Linked DNA regions of Mus musculus: regions 1 and 2 are each linked to region 3. The links are chromatin contacts, called in public Hi-C maps. All regions are on one chromosome and are shown on one strand. Each heading gives the region's core, a stretch centred on a gene start, on an enhancer-like site or on the middle of the called end of the contact. The rest is flanking DNA. Distances are from core to core; before and after follow the strand shown.

Evidence for each region. A called contact is a pair of places that touch in the nucleus more often than the background predicts.
Region 1: a contact with region 3 is called in a Hi-C map of bone marrow-derived macrophages, with 11 read pairs. The contact joins two enhancer-like sites. A contact is called at or near these places in 1 of 484 Hi-C or Micro-C datasets (bone marrow-derived macrophages) and 2 of 115 datasets of contacts at active chromatin or transcription factors (astrocytes and extraembryonic endoderm stem cells).
Region 2: a contact with region 3 is called in a Hi-C map of bone marrow-derived macrophages, with 11 read pairs. The contact joins two enhancer-like sites. A contact is called at or near these places in 2 of 484 Hi-C or Micro-C datasets (bone marrow-derived macrophages and cortical neurons) and 3 of 115 datasets of contacts at active chromatin or transcription factors (T-cell acute lymphoblastic leukemia, embryonic stem cells and extraembryonic endoderm stem cells).

The regions. Positions count from the first base shown.
Region 1 is chr8:34,178,034-34,182,135 of GRCm38.p6, forward strand. No RefSeq gene overlaps it. Among named protein-coding and RNA genes, the nearest start is that of Gm33638, 6.9 kb to the left of the region's middle. Within about 2 kb of position 2,043, at least 2 of the 459 cell types and tissues checked have an H3K27ac peak or open chromatin away from gene starts, as enhancers often do. A contact at or near this core is called in bone marrow-derived macrophages, where this site is marked.
Region 2 is chr8:34,206,903-34,211,157 of GRCm38.p6, forward strand. No RefSeq gene overlaps it. Among named protein-coding and RNA genes, the nearest start is that of Gm29243, 7.8 kb to the right of the region's middle. Within about 2 kb of position 1,364, at least 70 of the 459 cell types and tissues checked have an H3K27ac peak or open chromatin away from gene starts, as enhancers often do. A contact at or near this core is called in bone marrow-derived macrophages, where this site is marked.
Region 3 is chr8:35,108,261-35,112,126 of GRCm38.p6, forward strand. Gm34419 (a long non-coding RNA gene) reads left to right here. Exons shown (of 4, transcript XR_378879.3): 3 at 354-441. Among named protein-coding and RNA genes, the nearest start is that of Gm34419, 15 kb to the left of the region's middle. Within about 2 kb of position 1,476, at least 8 of the 459 cell types and tissues checked have an H3K27ac peak or open chromatin away from gene starts, as enhancers often do. A contact at or near this core is called in bone marrow-derived macrophages, where this site is marked.

The DNA of each region.
Region 1 (4,102 bases), core at 793-3,292, 930 kb before region 3:
TTCTCACTAGTTCACACACTGTTGAGCTGTATTAAAAACTGAATTTTCTGTGACCTTACATAGTTTAGTGATTTTAAGTATTATATACATATTCCATAAGAAGTAAAAGTAATACAAGTTTTTTTCCCCTGTAGAAAATTCAAATAATTCAGAAGAATATCAAAGGAGAGGAAAACTTGGTGTGTCCCACTCCCTCCATTGCATCTTCCCCTTCAGCTCTGGGGACGGCCTCTCTACTTAGAAGCAAGAGGTTTCTTTGGTTAGAACTCATGCCTTCCAAACAGTTTTCATAGCAAATTTGTCTATGTCTTTCACATCATCATAGCATAATTCTAATCTGTGTATACCTTTATTGAGAGATGCTGTCTATATTTTTTATTTCTCCAATTTTTAGCAATGTAGATAGATTTTGGACACATGTTTATGCCATGGCCACTCCAGACAACGGTGTCAGATGAGTGCAGTTTTTGTTTGTTTTTGTTTTTTTCGAGACAGGGTTGCTCTGTATAGCCCTGGCTGTCCTGGAACTCATGCTATAGATCAGGCTGGCCATGAACTCAGAAATCCACCTGCCTATGTCTCCCAAATGCTGGAATTTAAGGCACGTGCCATCACTGCCTGGCCAGATGAGTGCAGTTTATATCTTCAGTGTATGTGCTGCTTGGGTTTGTAGAATATTGAGATCCATGCCGAAATGTGGACTCAGGACGTGACTGTCGGAAGACCTGCCACCTGGACACAGTCTTCCAACTTTCTGCATGGGTGGGTAACTGAGTCACGATGAAGTCCATCTTTGTCTCAGTAAGACAGCCTCCATGCTCTTCAGGGAATAAATCTAGGGTGAATAGGCAGCCATTGCTTTGGGGGGAGCCCATAACAGGGCTTTAATAAGTGGCTTCAGGAACACCCTTGCTTACAGTCTGTAGAGATCAAAGGTTGCCCAAGAGGGAGGAAGGGGGTTCTCTAGGATATCCAACAGGCTAACAGAAGGAAATGCACCTACGTTTCTCAGAAACCGTTTGGGTTCACGAATGCTGCCTTTGGGATGTTGAGGCACCTTTTACAAGAGGAAGGGGAGGATGGTGTCATGGTTAGGGTTACATCACCAAAAGCAACTCAGCGGAGAAAGGGCTTATTTAGTGTATACTTCCGCAGCACCGTTTATCATTGGAAGAAGCTAGGACCGGAGCTCAAGCAGGGCAGGAACCGGGAGGCAGGAGCTGATGCAGAGCAGGGCAGCACACATGGTGCTGGAACGGTAGCTGAAGGCTAGATCCTGGATTGTAGACTGAGAAAGAGGGAGAGAGGGAAGGAGGGAAGAAGGGAGAGAGAGAGAGAGAGAGAGAGAGAGAGAGAGAGAGAGAGAGAGAGAGAATGTGTGTGTGCAGTTTGTGTGACTGTGAGTCTGTGTGTGTGCTTGTTATGAACACAGGAGAGATTTAGGTTGTTGATATCACTGCTAATAACTGTCTGTCTGTCTGTCTTCCTTTTTTTTTTCTTTCTTGATGTTGCTGGGACCTGAACCCAGGGTCTTGCCTGTGGCAAGCATTTGTTTCAGTACTGAGTCACACACACACATACATTCAGACTTCACTACTCGCTTTTATAGCTATAGTGATTGTCATACATTAATCAATGGGTAGGGCAGTGCCTGGTTTCCATGTTATACAGTTGTTCATAATATCACCTATCGAAAATTGGAGTGCTAGAGAGATGGCTCAGCGGTTAAGGGCACTTTCTGTTCTTGCAGAAGACCCAGGTTCAGTTCCCAACACCTATATGGTGTCTTACAACAATCTGCAACTCCAGTTTCAGGAGATCCAATAACATCTTCTGACTCCTGTGGGCATCAGACATGCATATGGTACACAGTCATGCATGCAAGTAAAACACTCATACACATAAAAGAAAAATAATATGTCTTAAGAAGAAAAAGTTGTGATAAAGCAACTCATGGTAGAAAGAAAACCCACATTTGAAAACGTGTATTTCTTTGAGGCATTGGCTATCCTGGTTTCTAAGCTCATGTTTTTCTTGTGCCACTAGAGGGCAGCAATGGTCCATTTTGCAAAGTAGTACTTCCTACTGCAGGACAGTGTAATCCCTTTAACTACATTTATTTATTTCTATCTTAAACTGTTAATGTACATCAGGTTATGCTGTTGTAGACTTTCTAGGTAGATAATTTTTTTGCAGACTGTTATGAGCGATAAGTTATTTCTTCTAAAGTTACTTTTTATACAAAAAGTTCTCTGACATGGTAATAGGGGTAACATCTGCTATAAATGATGTGTGTTTGTGGTGTGTGCCCGCTTTCTTTAGGCCACATGTTGACACTGAGAGCTATCGTCAATCGATTTCCACTTTAATTTTTGAGGCAGGTTCTCTTACTGAATCTGGGACTTAAGTATTTGGCTAGGTAAGCTGGCCAGTAAAGTCCAGGGCTCCTCCTGCCTTTGCCTCCCCAGCACTGGGACTGAAGGTGGGTACACTTGCGTTTGACTTTTATGCAGGTCTGGGGATCTAGACTTAAGTTCTTTCTTTCTCTCTCTCTCTTTCTTTCTTTCTTTCTTTCTTTCTTTCTTCCTTTCTTAAGATTTATTTATTTATTATATGTAAATACACTGTAGCTGTCTTCAGATGCACCAGAAGACAGCATTAGATCCTATTATGGATGATTGTGAGCCACCATGTGGTTCCTGGGATTTGAACTCAGGACCTTCAGAAGAGCAGTCAGTGCTCTTAACCACTGAGCCATCTTTCCAGCCCCCTAGACTCAGGTTTTCATGCTGTGAGATAAACACTTTATTGACTGAGCCATCTCCCTAATCCCTAGTTTTACACTTTCAGTCATATGGGATCTGACTCTTTCCCAAATATCAAAATATATGTGTATTTGGAGTCTTTCTCAACTCTTCTGTTACTGTCTAAGCTGTCCCCGGTCACTTCAGTCCTGTGTCCTCTGACAGACAACTTGCATGAGTTAGGTCAGGTCATGCTACGCTGCAGCACAAGCCTTCCCATGTCTCCCCAGCTTGGTCACCAGGTGGCTCACACTAAGTGCTCAGTGCTAAATGGGGCATCAATCACTTCTCCAAAGCTCATGGAACCTCAGGAAGAAGGGGCAGAAAGTCTGTCTGAGCCAGAGGATGGGGAGGAGGGATGTGAAACGCTGCTGTAGGGGTGCACACAGCTATTGTACTTTTGAACTCATGATAACTATGGTTACGGGGACATGATCAAGTCAACAAGACCAGCCAGCATCCTGGCAGGCAGCACTTATAGCACTCAATGGTTGTGAAGGGGGATAGGCACACATTGAGAGGGCGTGGGGTGTGTGGGAGAGACTCTGCCGGTTCCTGGAGGAAGTGGGGGGGGGGATAGGGGGTATTTGTGGGGAGGAGGTGTGTAGACTCCTAGGAGGAGTGGATAGGGGGGTGTTATGGGACATATGATAAAGATGCATTGTTTACATGCAGAAGGTTGTGAAAGGATGAAAAAAAATCATGTTCTATTAGAAATTACAACTCTCTATTTACGCCTTAGGTCTTTCTCACCTTATTGGAGTTTTCTCATAACACTACATCTTTATATTGTATTATTCACTGGCATGTAAGATGTGCAAGGCCAGGGTGTTTTATTTTGTTTTTGTCTGTATTGTTCTGTATTCACATCACTCAAATGATTCTTGTCTCACGGTCCGCATTCAGTAAATACATCCTAAATGAATGAGTGGCCAACTAACCACATATCATTTTCCTTTTCCACAACAGCTGACTGCATATTCTGTTTAGGTAGACAAGAGGACGATGTGGATTGCAGATAGGACTTCTGTGGTTCTTCAAAAACCATAAACAGATTGCTAATATTGCTTAGTGTATTGTCATTAGAATTGGAATTATACATACAATGGTAAACCACTGGTTTTCAATGTGTGATATTATGTTCCCTGCAGAGGCAGCAGACCTCTACATTTTGGGTGGACAGAATCAGTTTTGGATGCTGAGACTAATGTCATACATACACAAGAAATATGAAAACCTGTTTTATGACCACAGTGGGGTCTCTAGTGAGACCTGAGACTAGATAGACCGGACCTAGG
Region 2 (4,255 bases), core at 114-2,613, 900 kb before region 3:
CAAGTACACTGTAGCTGTCCTCAGACATGCCAGAAGAGGGCATCGGATCCCATTACAGATGGTTGTGAGCCACCATGTGGTTGCTGGGAATTGAACTCAGGACCTCTGGAAGAGCAGTCAGTGTTCTTAACCGCTGAGCCATCTCTCCAGCTCCCAAGTGAACTTTTAAATCACATTTGGATAGGAAGGTCTCACAGGATTTAATTTGACTAAAAAAATAAAGGATTAAAAAAATATCTCTTGTGTCACGGAGCTACGTAAAGCAATGTACATATATTACCTATAGTTGCCTGCTCTACTTAAAAAATTAAAATTGCACTCATTTATTAGTTACTTGCATACTGCATGCGGGTAAATGCCTGCCATGGGGAGTTAGTTTTCTCTTTCTACCGTGTGACCCCCCCCCCACCCCCCACCCCCGGGATGAAATCAGGTGGCCGGACTTGTCTCTCACGTTAGATTCTAGGTGGCTCCAGGTCCACCTCATGACTCTCTCCACACAGAAAGCTCCAGTGATTAAAGGTTGGTTATCCAGGGGCTGCATCATGGTTGAGCTGGTATCGGGGCAGGGCATGTGTATGGGTGGAACACAGTTGCTTGCCATTGAATAGTCCTTTCAGCACAAACACTCAAGCGAACCAAGCCAACAAATCCATACAACAAACATGCAGACTTGTGTGTGTGGAGAACTATGTGAAGAGATGCTACACTGGGACAAGCCACGGCTTGCGCCAGAGACTGGCTTCTCAGAGGAACCCACTGTCCAGCCAGGATGCCTTCCTTGGCAAGCTTTTCCTGCCTGGGCCTCTGTCTTCACTTTGTGGGCTTTGAGATCTTGCAGGGTATGGTGATTTGCATAAGAGTGGCCCCCACACACTATAGATTTGAATGCTTGGTCACCAGGGAGTAGCACTATTTGCAAGTATTGGGAGGTGTGGCCTTGTTGGAGGTGCCAAGAAACCTACAAGGAGAGCTTGTCTCCTCTGCTCTGAGTGTGGGGCACCTGCCACCTGTTTCCTGAGGGCTCTGTCACTGGGCTGGAGCTGGGGCTTGATGAAACCAGTGCAAACTCAGGCTTAGTAGGTGACGGTATTGCCAGAAGCCCGCTCGCGGCAGCGCCTCATTTCTGCTTTTGCAGACATCCTGGCTTCAGCAAAAGGCGGTGCAGAGAATGCTGCACGGATGTTGTCCTTTGGGTGCAGGTTTGCTGAGTGGGCAGGTGGTGCTAGTATCTACTGGAGCAAGTTGCTAAGGTTGGAACCCAAACCAGAAAAATGGTAGGTGTGCCGTGGGGTAGAGACAAGAACAGCTGCAGTATTCAGGGGAGTGAGTCAGCGGAAAGAGCCTCCTTCCTCCTCTGGCACTGAGCTCGTGAGGCCAGCCCACCTTCCTGACTGCCCAGATCCATCTAAGCATCACCGGGGCTGCTGTTTCTGTATGTCAGGGCAAATTCTGCCTTGCTCGCACTTTAGCCGCGTCGGTAGTTTTGTCTTGGGTGGTGTGGTGGTATGTGGGGGCTCCTCAGTGCCTGTGGTTTTGAGTCTCTCCCTCTCTCCTTGTAAAATGAAGAAGTTGGTAAAATGTCTGACCCTGCTCTTTCCTACCAAGAAGGACTGGCAAGAGGGTGTAGGTTGGTGTCTGTGGTCGAAGAGTAATCACTGAGTTTCACTGGTGGTTCTTCCAAAGCCAGGGCTGTAGGTTGGACTTGGGAATTCCGTTTCTGGAACAAGCCCTGGAGGCTAATGAAGGGGGTGGTGCTTATGCTAAAGTTCTGTTCTCCAATTGGTTCTTGATTTGTCAATAAAGGAGGCCAGGACCAATTGCTGGGTAGAAGGTACAGGCAGAACTTCTGGGTTCCAGGAGGAAAAGGCAGGGACACAGAGAGGGGCTTTTCTACCATGCTTTGGAGGACGAAGAACACAAGAACCATGTAAGGTCTCAGGGAGGGGGCAGCTAGGGCCTGCAGCCTCTGCTATAAGCGGGTGGACAAGGATGTTTGGCAGGGGCTAGATGGGACTAGCCACTAAGTTTAGGGCAGGTGGAAAGATGGAGATAATAAATTGCTAAGGGCATGCTTTTCTAGGTGAGAGATATCTGAGCCCAGCAATTGTGTCAAGAAGACAAACTGTGGAGGAATAAACTGTGTGTGTCTTTTATCCACAGATTGAAGGGTCTTGGGTGGGAGCTGGTAGTGTGGTCACCTCCCTGAGCAAAGGCCAGTAAACAAAAGGGAAACAGGGAGGGGCTTTGCTGACCCTGGCAAAGGTGGTAAACAGGCTAACCCAGACTTATAAAGAGGACAAGAAATTAGATGCCTTCCGGTGATCTCTTGTGTCAATCAAAACCTTCCCTGTGTGCCCCTGAAACTGCTTGTTGTTCTTCCAAGTTTAGTTGCTTTTCAGTCATGGACAAATCAACGTGGGGGTATTTAGGTCTTGTGCACGCAGGACTTGACCAGCAAGAAGACGCTGCAACAGGATCCTTCTGCACACGTTTATTGGGAGAGCTTGATTGCAGAGGCGAAGAAACCCTGAGCCCAGAACTGGTGCTGCTTTTATAGGCCTAGGAGAGGCGTGTCTCACACCTGGATTGGTTATGCACTACGCCTCATTTGCATGTTCCTCATCTGATTGGCTACTCTCTCTCAGTACCTCACAGAGCCTCATTATCATACCTCATTTGCATGTCTCACATCTGATTGGTTACTCTCTCTCAGTACCTTACAGAACCTCATTATCATACCTCATTTGCATGTCTCACATCTGATTGGTTATACTCTCAGTACCTTACAGAACCTCATTATCATACCTCATTTGCATGTCTCACATCTGATTGGTTATACTCTCAGTACCTTACAGAACCTCATTATCATGTCCGGGCCAGGCAGTGTCTTTGCAAAAAACTTTACTGCATATGTACACATTGGTTGTTTGTCCAAACTTATGTGTGGTGGCCAGCAGTAGTCAGTGCCACTCAGCAACGGCACATGTGGCTTCCCACATTTAGGGTACTGGCTCGCACTGTTCCAATAGCCTCTGTTTTAGTGATGGAGTCTGTTGGTGTGAAGAACAGTCTCCTATACTTTCGGTTGTAGTTTGTTGCAATGAAATCTTTAAACAACCCAAAAAAACCTGTCGTGCTGTTTTGTTGCACCGCTTGGCCTCTGTGGTGGTTCTGAAGTGCACAGGCAGCTTCCTTCTGCACTTTCTTGCAGAAGTTTCCCTTCTCCCAACCCAGGCTCCCTCCCACAGCAAGTGCATTGGGATGTGAAGACAGCTTGCCTCTGAGCTTTCCCCCAGAAGTTCTGCTTTCCCCAACCCCTGCTCCCCGCCTCCCCCTGCAAATGCAGGGCTTCCTCCCCCTCCCTGGCCACTCAGAGAGAACTCAAGGAGCCCTGGGTACCAGCTTGAGTGTGATGGATGACAGCCCCCCTTGCCCTTGTGACGTTGAGGCTAGCTCTCTCCCTGATAATCAGGCTGGGCACTTCTCAGGTGCAGTTGGTGCCTGTCCTTGGAAAACAGAGATTAGGGTCCCATGTTTAAATCATTGAAGGGAGGTGATCAGGGGTCACAGACAGTTATGGCTGGCCATAAAACTAGTTCCTGATAGCCCCATAAAGATAATCCTTAGGTCAGAAGCATCCCCCTCGCAGACACGCAACCCTGCTCTACCAAATGGTATCATGTCTGAATTATGACTCACCTCCCCTGCCTCCCCCATCACCCTAAGCTTTCAAAGAGTCTCTAACTATGCTGCATATAAGTGCCAAGCCTTCCAAGCTCAGGGTCCCACTCCTGCCCTGTGCTGTGGGAAGCTTTGCCAGTCGAGTCTGACTCTTATGCATCAGACCCTATAGTTCTTGAGCTCTCCTGGGTTTCCTGCAGAGTCGGGGCATAACAGTTTGAATAAAATGGCCCCCATAGGCCCATAGGGAGTGGCACTGTTAGAAGGTGTGACCTTGTTGGAGGAGGTGTGTTGCTAGGGAGTGGGCTTTGAGGTCTCAAATGCTCAAGCCAGATCTAGAGTGACATTCACTTCCTGCTGCCTGCTGATCCTGATGTAGAAATCTCAGCTCCATCTCCAGCATCATATCTGCCTGGAAGCTGTTATGTCCTCTGCCATGAAGATAACAGACTAACCTCAGAAACTGTAAGCCAGCCCTGATTATGTTTTCCTTTATAAGAGTTGTTGTGGTCATGGTGTCTCTTCACAGGGATAGAAACCCTGACTAAGACTGCCTCCTATTATCAATACC
Region 3 (3,866 bases), core at 226-2,725:
GGGCAATGGGACAGATGGTGTTCTTTGCGTCTGTACATGTGTTTTGGTTTTCAGTTTTTAAGGAGCCTCACTTCATAGCCCAGGGAGGCCTAGAACTCGTGGCAATCCTGCTGTCTCTGAAGCTCTGGGAGGCTTGAGCCACCAGCCCAGCATAAGCCTTGGTTATTTCTGAAGTTTTAACTTTTTTTTTGGACCCACCCCTTAGCCTTCATGTTTACCTCACTGCTTTGCTTACACAGTATGGGTCTCCTCTTTGCCCAAGAGCCATGTCTTAGCTTTAAAAAGCGTATTTTTTTTTCATAATAAAAATGCTAGAAAATTTCCACTCACCATGTCTTATCTACTTTTACCAGTGCTTTCTTCAGTGATTACCCACTCCCAAGGCAGACTACCACAGGACTCCCGAGTTAGATTACCTAGTAGCTTCCAGCTCCACGGAAGGTATGTCCACTGCATTCCTAGTTTTCATTTATGACAGCCACTACTCTTTCTAAACTTTCTACTACTGTGCAGCAAGGGCTTCATGTTCTCTCCGTTCAGGATCTCCTGCACTCGATCACTTTGGGCTTCCTAGGGGTTTCTTTAAAGGCCACCAGTCTTTACTAACAATATCTAATTTGTGTTTATTTCATTCATGGTCTTGCTATGTAGTCCAGACTGGCCTTGAACTTGTCATCTTCATCTGAGTGCTGGGATTATAGGCATATGACACAATATTCATAATATAAAACTAACCCTCTCCCCAAAGGTCCCTGCTTGGTCCAGATCTGTATGCACCCCTTCAGGTTTTTGTTATAGCTACATCCAGTTTCCAGGATGCTCCAAGCTGAATCTAAAACTCAGTGCCATAGAATATAAAAAACATAATTCTGTACTTTTGGGATGTCTAGACTTCAGGGGTGTTTTTAGGCAGGTAGCCTGATTTTTAATCAGCGTTGACTGGGAACCAGTAGTATCTGTGCTCTTGACTTGGGTTCGGCCACCTGCTTTCTGGGTAGCTCATTCATGTGATTGGCGAGGTATGCTGGCTGTTGCCCAGCTCTCGCTCCTAAAGCTACTGAGTGTGTTGTATCATGGAAGCTGGTTTTTCTCCAGAGCAAGCTACCATAAGAGAGCCACATGATAGCCTCGATGCCTTTTAGAACCTAACGTTGAACCTCACGACATTTCTACAAGACACACTTGTATAGTCAGCCGTACTGAAGATGGGAAGTGATTATCCAAGAGTGTGGGACCAGGGAACTAACTAACAGCATCGAGGAAGCCGGTTATCAGCACACTTTTCTTGTTAGAGTTTTCCCGAGACTGATAATTGCCACGAAGGAAGCTGGATTTCCTCCAATTCTTCAGTATCTTTTTTTAAATACGTAGGAATTACTTTTTCCAAGCACCGAAAAATGTCAGATTATGCTCACTTGTGTTATTTTTATCCTGTGGGTGCGCCTCGTCCATAGCGCTTCCCCTTTCTGTTCCTTGCAGGCTGGCGCTTTCCTAAGCCATTGACCCGGTTTTCAATGTAGGACTTCTGTTCAGCGTTCTTCTGTATTCCAGCTCATGTCTTTTGTATCCTCCCTACCCCCGCACGGGGTTTGCATGTGAAAGGTCCCTGACAAGCTCACGAATTCGAACCCTTGGTGCCCAGTTGGCGGGTCTGTTTTGGAAAATTATGGAACCTTAAAAGGCTTAAGCCTTAGAGGAGGGAGTGGATCACTGAGGTGAGCCTCGCGGTTTCAGAAACCAAACCCAACACTTCCGGTCTGCTTCCTCTCTTCCCACGCCGTATGAATCTCTGCCTCCCTGTTCCCGAGGCCGTGCCATAATGGGTGGTACCCCCCCCCGAACTAAATAAAGCTCAAGTTGAGCTTGTCAGGGTGTTTTACCACAGCCACGGGGTACTAAGACGGTTTATACCTCCTTGTCCTTCCTGGGTTTCATCTTTATTCCCAGCTCAAGAAGTTTGAAAACATGAGGTGGCTGTGTTAAGTTCCACGTGTCTGAAGATGTCTTCATGCCTTCTGCCTTGAGTCGGGAACTGCGCACTCACAATACAGCTATAACTAAAATGTGACTGTGAGGGGGGTGCACGTGGCTAGAGTTTCTCAAGTTGTGGGCTCACTTGTAGAGTATCAAGGAGTGAAGGAATTTTACTCCTCCATCCCTGAAGATGAATCTTCCACTGGCTCAAATCGCTGGCGTGGGAGGAGCGTGGCAGGTCTGTGGGCTTCATAGTTCACAGCACCACAGGTCTTGAGTCCCTCTGCACACAGTGCCAAGACTGTCTCCTCTCCTCATTGACACAGAGTTTGTCACTGCAGCCCAGGGTTGCCCGAGACCCATTATGTAGCCCAAGTTGTTCTTGAACTCTCTGTCTCCTGAGTTCTGGGATAACAGGCATTGAGTCACCGCACCTGGATACTGAGTCTCTTTAGTCCCCATCTGAGTCTCTTATGGCCCAAGTTTGCAGCTGAGTCTCTCCAGAAAGCAAGAAACCTCTCCTGCTTCCCAGACAGAAGTGGGCAGGAACTAGTTACCTGACTCCTTGGCGCCTTTCAAAGAAAGTCCCTGTTTATCATGTCCCACCCCACCCTGAAATCCTTTGCCTTCTTCTTCTGGCCTAAATTAACCTTTCATCTGCTGTTCCTCTCCTCCCATCTACAGATATTCTAGCTTCTGATTTTCCCTTCTCCATTTATGCTTATTTAAGAAGGACTGAGATCTTTCTTAAAATTTGTATTTTTTAAAGCAGGACTTTTTTGTTGTTGTTGTTGTTGTTGATTTCCCTATGTACCACTGGTTAGCCTGGTTGGAGGATTTTAGCTTGTGAAACAAAGGAATAACATGAAGACTCAAAAGCAAACAGACTCACACTATAACCACTGCGAACAGTGTCCCCAAAGTGAGCATGCTCTTTTACATCTCTGGAAGAGGACGCTTTGCACCTCCACTGAACAGAAAAATGTGTGTCCCTTCCCTGTCACCCAGCCCATGTCCAGGCATCTGAGCAGTGTGGCCAAGGGAAGCAGTCGGCTTTCAAGACCTGATTAATCTTTCTTCCCTTGCTTAGCTTTCCAGCTGTGGTCCATGCCCCCCTTCCTGGCACGAAACCATTCCTTCGGAGTTCTTTTGTTCCTGGCACGATGTCAGAAACTCAGCTATCTTTTACTAAACCTCTCTGGTCACCAGCTTCCCGTTGCTGGCCAATGCTTTATTTATAGAAAAGGCCCTATTAGGCTGGGACCTTTATCCACTGTGGAACAAAACAGCAGACTTCTTCATTTAGCGTCTTGACCAGATTGTATGCTGAAACAGTTGGAGAAATGTAAGCTCCAGGAAGTCCCAGGAGTCTTTCAAGGTGGCCGCTGGCATTGGATCAGCCAGAAAAGCCACTTGTGGGGGGGGGGGTTTAGCTCCCTGTTTCAGTCACAAAGCATGCCACAAAATGTAGCAGATTGTTGGTCATTAGGTACAGGAATCTTGCAGAGGGTTGGCCAACTTTGTAAGCCCTGAATTAGTCCATCTCCCCCCCCCCCTTAATTTATTTAATGATTCACTTTAGATCCTGATCCCAGCTCCCCTCCTCCCAGTGTCCCCTCACGTAGCCCCTCACCCACCCCTTTCCCCTTCTCCTCTGAGATGGGGGAGCCGCCCCCCCCACTCCTTGAGCACCAACCCACCCTGGCACATCAAGTCATTGCAGGGTACATCCTCTCCCACCAAGGACAGACAAAGCAGCCCAGCTAGAGGAACAGGATCCACAGGCAGGCAACAGAGTCAGGGCCAGTCCCCATTCCAGTTGTTGGGAAACCCAGATGAAGACCAAGCTGCACATCTGCTACATATCTGCTGGGTAGGGGTGGGGGCTAAGT